Regions from separate parts of the Gossypium raimondii genome. Here region 1 is linked to region 2. The links are chromatin contacts, called in public Hi-C maps. All regions are on one chromosome and are shown on one strand. The core of a region is the stretch at or near the end of the contact, and the rest is flanking DNA. Distances in the headings are between cores, read along the strand shown.

Region 1 (3,947 bases), core at 859-3,358, 250 kb before region 2:
TTGAAGGAATTTACCTCCTTAAATTTGCAGACAAGGCTTTCAATAAAATGGGGAGATGCACAATTTATTCCAACTGCATTCACTTTCTTGCTCTTGTTTAATATCTCAAAGCACTCCTTAAAACTCTCTCCAGATGGGGCATTCTCACCATCTACAGAACTGAAGCAGATCCATGATGGAATTTGAATGTTTTCTTCCTCAAGCAACTCAACACAGGCCTGCAATTGGAGACAGAAAGAAGCTGTCACACTGTGAAGGAAGAATCCAGCCAAGGAAAATGGATATAGAACATTGTTAAGAGCATTAGAACACAAAGGCATTTTACACTCTACCGCAGCTTGATAAGGGGGAGGTAAAATTAGATTTCTACACTCTGAATGAAAATTTCAAACAAAATGCGTGCAACAGTCAGTCATGGATCACGGATTGCTAATTAACCTTTGCACCCACTGTGCATTATACATGCACCACTCGTCGCTGCTCGGTTTTGATTAGGAATAGATCAGTGATCACTAGAAACTTGAAAAGCTAATGAAGAATGTAACTTCCTACATGTAAAGTGTACATGAGAAATGAAACATGAGGAAGAACAAACCTGAGCTTCAAGTTTATTGGGAATGGTCTCAAAGGCTAGCAAATCTGGACCTGCTTCAACAATAACTTGTAATCTGCGCCGGTGAAAATCTTTCAGCTTATCCAGGTTTACTCCCGGTCCATAGCACCCACTGAAGGAAAAGACAGAGCACATGCAGACAATGTAATCATGTTAAGCAAATGAAAGATGTGTGATATCTAAAAGATTTTGAAAATCTTTACAAGTTATACAAATTCCCCGAACCTGTATTCCGATCCATCAGCCAGATATGCTCCATAACTTCCAATTGAGGCTGCTACCAAAGCTCGGTTGTAGCTATTCCCAGGAACACATCCGACACGGTCCCAAAACTTATCACGGGCTTCCACTGCCAATTTGACACTCTTCTTTAGTAATGACTCCCCTTCTTCAAGGGATAGTCCCCGGGAAAGGAATCCAGGAATGGTAGCCTGTAATATAAATTGGAGTAAACTATGAGATAGAAAATTAGGAGAAAAACAGGATATTCAAGGTCAACTGATAAACTCCAGTTGTTTTTTGGTAGCAAGTCATAATCAATTTCAAGAAGATAACAATTGTTTTCTTCAGCCATCAAGTCTGGAATGTGTGAATAATTATAATTAAAATTGGGTTTATCATTTACCATATAATCTCAAATAAATTACTCTTCCTAATATGAAGGCAGGCAAGTTTCTACAAAGATATGTTGCTTGTTTCCAAGGAATCAATCATTGCAGATGAACGTATACAGATGATAACTACATTATTTTCTGTCTGGTTCGTTAATGAGCCAAACTTAGGGAAAAATCAGAATACTTTCCATGAATTTTCACAAGAAAGTGGTGGACCTATTGCATAGAAAAAGGAAACATTTAGCTCCTATCCATTTCACCATATCCATATTGTGAATGTATGAAAGGCAGAAGATCACACATTAGCCTAACAAATCAAGTCATTCGGCTGAATCTGAAAAACACTAATAAACAAACCTGGTAAGATGAAGTAACCAAGATATCTGCACCAGCCTCCAAATACTCAAGATGAACCTGAACATATGAACACGTTGATTCAAAATCTAAAACCAAGTCTCGAACTTTATACCCTGTTTTTGACATGGAGTCATTTGCAAAACAGCAATGTACATATTTTCCAACAAAGCTGAATAAGAAAGAAGACCGAAAGGTACCTGCTTGATAAGGTGAGGGTCTTTGATCAAGCAAAGAGCGCTCCAAAGTGGGTCATTAATGGAAGCACCATGACTCTCAAGCTGAGTAGCAAAACCCCCATCCATCACAGCACAGCCTCCAGCTTTTTCTATCAAATCTTCCAACAATGAAGTTCCCTTCTCAAAACCCATATTTTTTCTTTTCGTCGGTGTATGATGCAGAGTAGCGTGTTCTTAGATAGATGGAGAAAGAGCAAAGCTTTGTTGGCGCTGGTAATAAAAAGGTTTTGGGTTGTTATTTCTGCTCTACCCAATATATTGGTGTTTTAAGAAACAATAAACCAATAGGGTTTTTCATTTGGCGTTGGTCATTTATAGCTTCGTTGATCATCATGATCATGGACTTTTTACCTATTTTAGTTTGTAATATACCTACCTACCTACCACCAACCAACCTTTCTTATTACAATTTATTCAACATTTTTATTTTTTACCATATGCTTTCTCTCTTGGTCAAAAATTCCATCTACATACATGCTTTGCTTCCCTCTTTTTAATTTAATGTTTTGAAAATGATTACTTTGAGTTTTTTAGTTTTAACCATTTCCATACCATATTGGCCAATATTCCATCTAGATACATGAAACAAGAGGTTTTGTTCTCTCTCCTTCAAATAACCCAATCAATTTTAATTTTGATTTTTTGCCATTTCCATACTCTCTAGCCCAACATTCAATCTAGATACATTAAGCAAGAGGCTTTGCTCTCTCACTTTGGAAGGGGAAAAAAAATCAATCCCTTTTAATAAAAAAAACAATGGGTTTTACTCATTAGTTTCATTGTATAGGCACTTTACATTTCCTAATGTTTTGTAGTATATCATGTATGGAACCAAATATCAATTATTAAAAAAGATTTAGTATTCACTTTCCCACTTTGCCTTCATGCAAATAATGCATAAATGACAATATAAAAATATATTTACATTAAAAGAAATAACTATTATTTATACTTATATCAAACAATAAATTTACATATATTAAAATTGTTATAAAATAAAAGAGAGAATAAAGAACAAAGAGAATGAGAGAGCAAAAGAGAGTATATTTTATTGATCAATCGAATATATACAAAGTTTCTCCAAAGTCTCTATTTATAGGCATAAGAAGTATAATGAAGTAGAGATCTTCTTCTAATGACTATTAGAATTTAAAGTATATCAAAATTTATCTAAAAATCCTGTAGGAAAAAAATTCTTAGTGAAGGAAAAATAGTACACATATCTATAATATGCATAATATGTTGTTTCACTAAAAATCTTAACAGAAAAACCCAATGGGACAAAACCTCAGTTAAGGGAAAAAGAGTTCAGCACGTATTTACTCCCCCCTCATGAAAATATCACATAATATCTCATATTCTATGTATTCAATCTTGAATACTAGCTTTCCAAATGACCATTTGAAAGTATTTTCTAAGCATTTATATCAACATTCTTTTGAAAGTCATGAGTGAGGGAAAATTTGGGGAAATATATTTTGATCTCCTTAGGAGTTTCAACAATATCATAGCAAACTTTAATCATAATTCTTCTATAAAAATACAAATAGGTATTTTGGATTATTTTATAATCCTCTTTCAACTATTATTAACTAAGTCAAATTTACCACATATGTTCAATTATTTCAATTCATATAAGTGAACAATTTCCTAATAATTTCAATATGCTTCTAGCATTCTAAATCCTTCAAGGATTTTAATATAAACTTTACTATATAGTGATTCATGAAAGGTTATAACAACAACCATTAGACATAAATTAAATATTTTATGAACCGTTAGTTCAATAATATATCTAAAAGTTATTGCATCCACCACAAAAATATTATATCTTTTCAAAATCAATGTCGGGACTTAGCAAAAACTTTAAATTTTATTCCATTTTGCAAAACTACTTCATTTGCACCTTTACTAGCTTTATACCTTTAGATATTTAGACTACTGGTCCAAAAACTCAACAAATTTAATTGTACTTGAGTTGCATCTTTCTATTTTAACCAATTTATTCTATATCTATATTTCTCAATAGATTTATTCAAGACCCTCATTTTATTTCATTATTTCAACAATAATATTACATGCAAAACCATTATCGACCACTTTTATTATCGGTTCAATAATTTCTCA
Region 2 (4,126 bases), core at 886-3,385:
AACATTAGACCTCAATGACTGCAGTACAGATGAAAGCTCCAACTTCAAGTGCTCAAGACGATCTCGTATTTCATTGTGATTAATATCTTTTCCAGAAGCACGTGACTCTTTTCTTCTGTCTAGTTCATTGGATTTATTTCTTATTTCAAGTGTCCCATATCCTGAAATATCTGTTTACCATTTCATTCCGTTCGAAAATTTCAGCAGTTGAACTAGTGCAAATAGATGCATATCATATCAAAATTTAAGACATGAAACAACAGAAAAAAACGGATGGACTACCTTCAAATTCCTTGCCAGCAATTCCTGCTCTTTGAAGGCTCCACTCTCTCCATGTTGGATTTCTTAAACCATCAATGCCTGATAGAGGCTGGTCCTGAATAAACTTGGCCGTGGTATCATTGCCTAGGCCAGAACTGCCACTGAATGACATAAGTTTTCTTCTATGAGGACCACCAACTGTCTTTTACAACATAACAAATACAAAAAAGTTACAATTAGGATAAATTCCACACCAAGAGGCTGACGATAAAATGAAAACAAAAAGAATCAAGGTTAAAATGAGTGGGACAAAGATAACAGTTGGGGAGACATAATTGTCCTAAAAAAGTTATTAAAAAAAAATCTTTTTTCATATAAAGTAAAATATGAAACCAAAATAAGCTGAAAAATTATACAGGGATGTAAGAAAGATTTCAAAACTAATAAACTCAATGTACCACATCTGTTGAGGCTTGGACAAGAGACTCTTCTTCAGTACAGTTAGTTTGGGGACAAGTATTGTCACCTTTGTCTCTGAAACCAATCCCAAAATTCACATTCCTTTCTCTCTCCAAGCGACTCAGAATACCCTCAACGCCACAATCATCCTTAGCTGCTACTTCTCTGAACAAACCAAAACTTTTGTCAAAAACCTACCCAGGACACAGAACTCCCAGGACTCCAGCATTCTCCCCTTTCCTCTAATTTCAAAAGGAGATAATTGGTTTGCAGGAAAAAGTATAAACTCATTCAAGGCAACACATTTATCTTAGCAGTTGTGTTTATATATCCCAAACATCACAAAAATATAAACACAAGATTGATTCTTTTAACATCATAACGCAATCAATTTCAAATAATATCTCACAAGCAATATCAAGTCCAAGCAAATCACCTTTTACACAGCAATGAAAGATTAAACATTTGTAACAATTCGTTCTAAACACGGGAATGGTAAACTACAAAGAATAAATTTCAACAAGGCATTCGAATAACAAGTGCAATAACTAACTTTTCCACACAAGAAAAATAAAAATACATTAAGCAAATAAAATCCCAAGAATTAAAGATCTCACAGTGATCTACCAGACGAGGAGGTTGAGCTGGAAGAATTAACAGCCAAATAAGAAGCCCCACTAATTTCAACTTCACTTTGAGCCCTTTCTTGAAAAGTCTGGTTATCCCATTTCTTCTCCTTCTCCAGAAGGTCCCAATCCTTAACACCAGCTTCTGGGAACCCTTTTTCTTGAAATCCATGTTCATCATCATCATCCAAGTCCCAGCCCATAGCAAGCCACCCTCCTTGTCTCTTAATCCCCTCAACCAGATCCATCCTCCCAGCATCAACCAGCTCTTTCTTGCTTGGAAAAGCCTCAGGTTTGTCACTATTTTTCATGAACTCCAATATATCTGCCTCCAATGCTAAATCCCCGTCGTTGTCCCACCCTTTCTTGCAACAACAAGACCACCAAGAAACCCTTTTCTTATCTTCCCCAAACACCAACCCGCGAACAAGATTCAGCTTCAGAGACACCGAATTCCCTTTGTTCCCTGGGTTAATCCCGCAGAAACAGGATGGGAAAACCCGAGCACGGAAGTGCGTTAAAAACGAATGAGGCGAGACAAAAGTATAGGTGGAGGAGGTGAAGGTGGCCATGATTCTGGCATTTCTCCAAACACTTGCTGACGGTAAAAAAGAAAAAGGAAACAGAAAACTAATTAAAAAGATTCCATCTTCAGGTATCTTAGGCGTGTAGAGAGGGAAGAGGGGGAAAGAAATGATACGAAGAAATCAATAAAAGGAAAAGGGTAAAGGAGAGAGAGAGGGGGGATTAGGCAAGAAACGAACAATACTACCGAAAGGCGTAACCTTCATTTAATGCGGAGGTGGTGGAGCACCGTTTTAGATGTATTTTGGGCGGGCAAATTTTCACTAATAATCTATACTTTTTACTACTTCAACTCCATTTTCTTTTAATTAATTCTTCCCCTTTTTTCGAAATTTTTGGGATGAAACATTTTCTTCTTTTCAAGTGGATCAAATATATTAACCCTTTTCCCACATTGCTAATCTCTTACTATGCCATCATATATTGTGTATTTTTATTTAATAATGACTAATTTGACCAGAATATTTATTTAGTTATATAATTTTATTTTTACACATAAGTATCAGATAAGTTTTATACTCATAAGTTGAATAAATTTTATTAATAAATTAATTTAATACAATAAATATTTTAATACAATTGGCATGCCAATAGGGTCATATGTAGAAATTAGTTTAGTTAGTTGTTGAGTAGTTAAGAATTAGTAATGACTTAGTTGCATGGTTAGGTAGCTAGCTAAGTAGTATAAATAGACACATTTTAATTTAATTCAGTGGTGAATGAAGATTTTGATGCATTCTTTACATGGCAAGTATTGTATCTTTGACATGCTATCAGTCCCAAGTTTCGATCTTTCTCTTGGTCTCCATGGCTGATTTCTTCAATCTTGATTATTTTTTCCTTGCGGGTTACTCGTTCGTATAAGGCCTGGTTGTTTTTTATTGGACCTTGCTATTGGGCCATTCTGTTTTGCTTTTGGGTTTTCCTCTGATTTGTTTCATTTTCTTTCTTTTTGCGTTCTCAATAATGGCGTCGTTGTCTCTCAGCCATGGATTCTACAGTCATCAATTTCACACATCCTCTTTAACTGCATTCATCTGATATGCCGAGAAGTCTGCTTGTTTCTCACCACCTAACTGGTCTCAAGAATTATAGCCTTTGGAGTTTTCAATGCGAATCATGTTGTTGGTGAAGAATAAATTAGGGTTTGTCGATGGAGATTGTGGTAGAGATGATTTTGATGTTTCTCTTCATTCCCAATGGGATCACTGTAATGCAATTGTTCTTTCTTAGATTCTCAATATTGTCAATACTGAGCTTTCGGCAAGATTAGACTTTGCCTCGAGTGTAACACTTGTTTGGCAATATTTGAGAGAACGTTTTAGTAAGATTGATGGTTCACGGATTTTTTTCCTCCATTGTGATATCGCTATGCTTACTTAGGGAGAAACTTCTGATTTTGCATACTTAACGCGGCTCAAGCTTTTGTGGGACGAGTATGCTGCGTTAGTTCCAATTTCTTCCTGCAATTGTGCGAATTCACAACAGAATTTGCAACATGTTCTTCAATAGCGCTTGTTTCAATTCTTAATGGGACTCAATGAGACATATTCTACAATTCGCAGTCAGATTCTCCTTATGCAATCGCTTCCATCTGTTAATCAGGCGTATTCTATGACTGTTCAAGAAGAATCACAGCGGAGCTACTTATCTAGCGTCTTGCCCATTTCGAATTCTACTGCTATGTTTTCAAATTATTTTAGTGCTTTTGTTGCTCGTCGTGGTCAATTCAATAGGACATGTGATTACTGTAAGCTTAAAGGTCACAAGCATGAACAGTGTCATCGCCTCATTGGCTTTCCCCCTGATTAATTTACAAAGCGTAAGAATGTGCAAGCAGTAAAGATGGTCAATTCTAATACCCCTGATAGCTCCCCTCCTGATTCAGGATCGTTGAATTCTCCCATGCCAGCTCCTGTTTTCACCACTCAGCAATATAATCAAATTTTTGGTATACTAAACAAAGGACCAATGTCTAAGTCTGCTACTGATCTTACAGGTATAGTTTCTCGATGTTTACCTGTTTCTGGTTCCCTTACTTAGATTTTGGACACTGGTACGATAGATCATACGTTATTTAATCTTTAAAAATTGAATAACCCTGTTTCTTGTGCTTTCACTTCATAGTCTGTTCATCTTCTCGATGGTAAAACTCTCCCAATAACACATATTGGCTCTTTTTCTCTTGATTCTAA

Evidence for each region. A called contact is a pair of places that touch in the nucleus more often than the background predicts.
Region 1: a Hi-C map of leaf shows a contact between it and region 2, with 2.8 times the contacts expected there. The contact joins the promoter of LOC105794739 here to the promoter of LOC105794734 in region 2. A contact is called at or near these places in 2 of 2 Hi-C or Micro-C datasets (both in leaf).

What each region holds. Positions count from the first base shown.
Region 1 is chr3:54,384,700-54,388,646 of ASM2569854v1, reverse strand. It overlaps LOC105794739 (homocysteine S-methyltransferase 1), which reads right to left and starts at 2,108. Exons shown (of 7, transcript XM_012624043.2): 1 at 1,782-2,108; 2 at 1,585-1,641; 3 at 839-1,044; 4 at 596-725; 5 at 15-218. The coding sequence starts at 1,952.
Region 2 is chr3:54,133,640-54,137,765 of ASM2569854v1, reverse strand. It overlaps LOC105794734 (protein PTST homolog 2, chloroplastic), which reads right to left and starts at 2,135. Exons shown (of 8, transcript XM_052628537.1): 1 at 1,338-2,135; 2 at 788-885; 3 at 283-459; 4 at 1-170. The coding sequence starts at 1,918.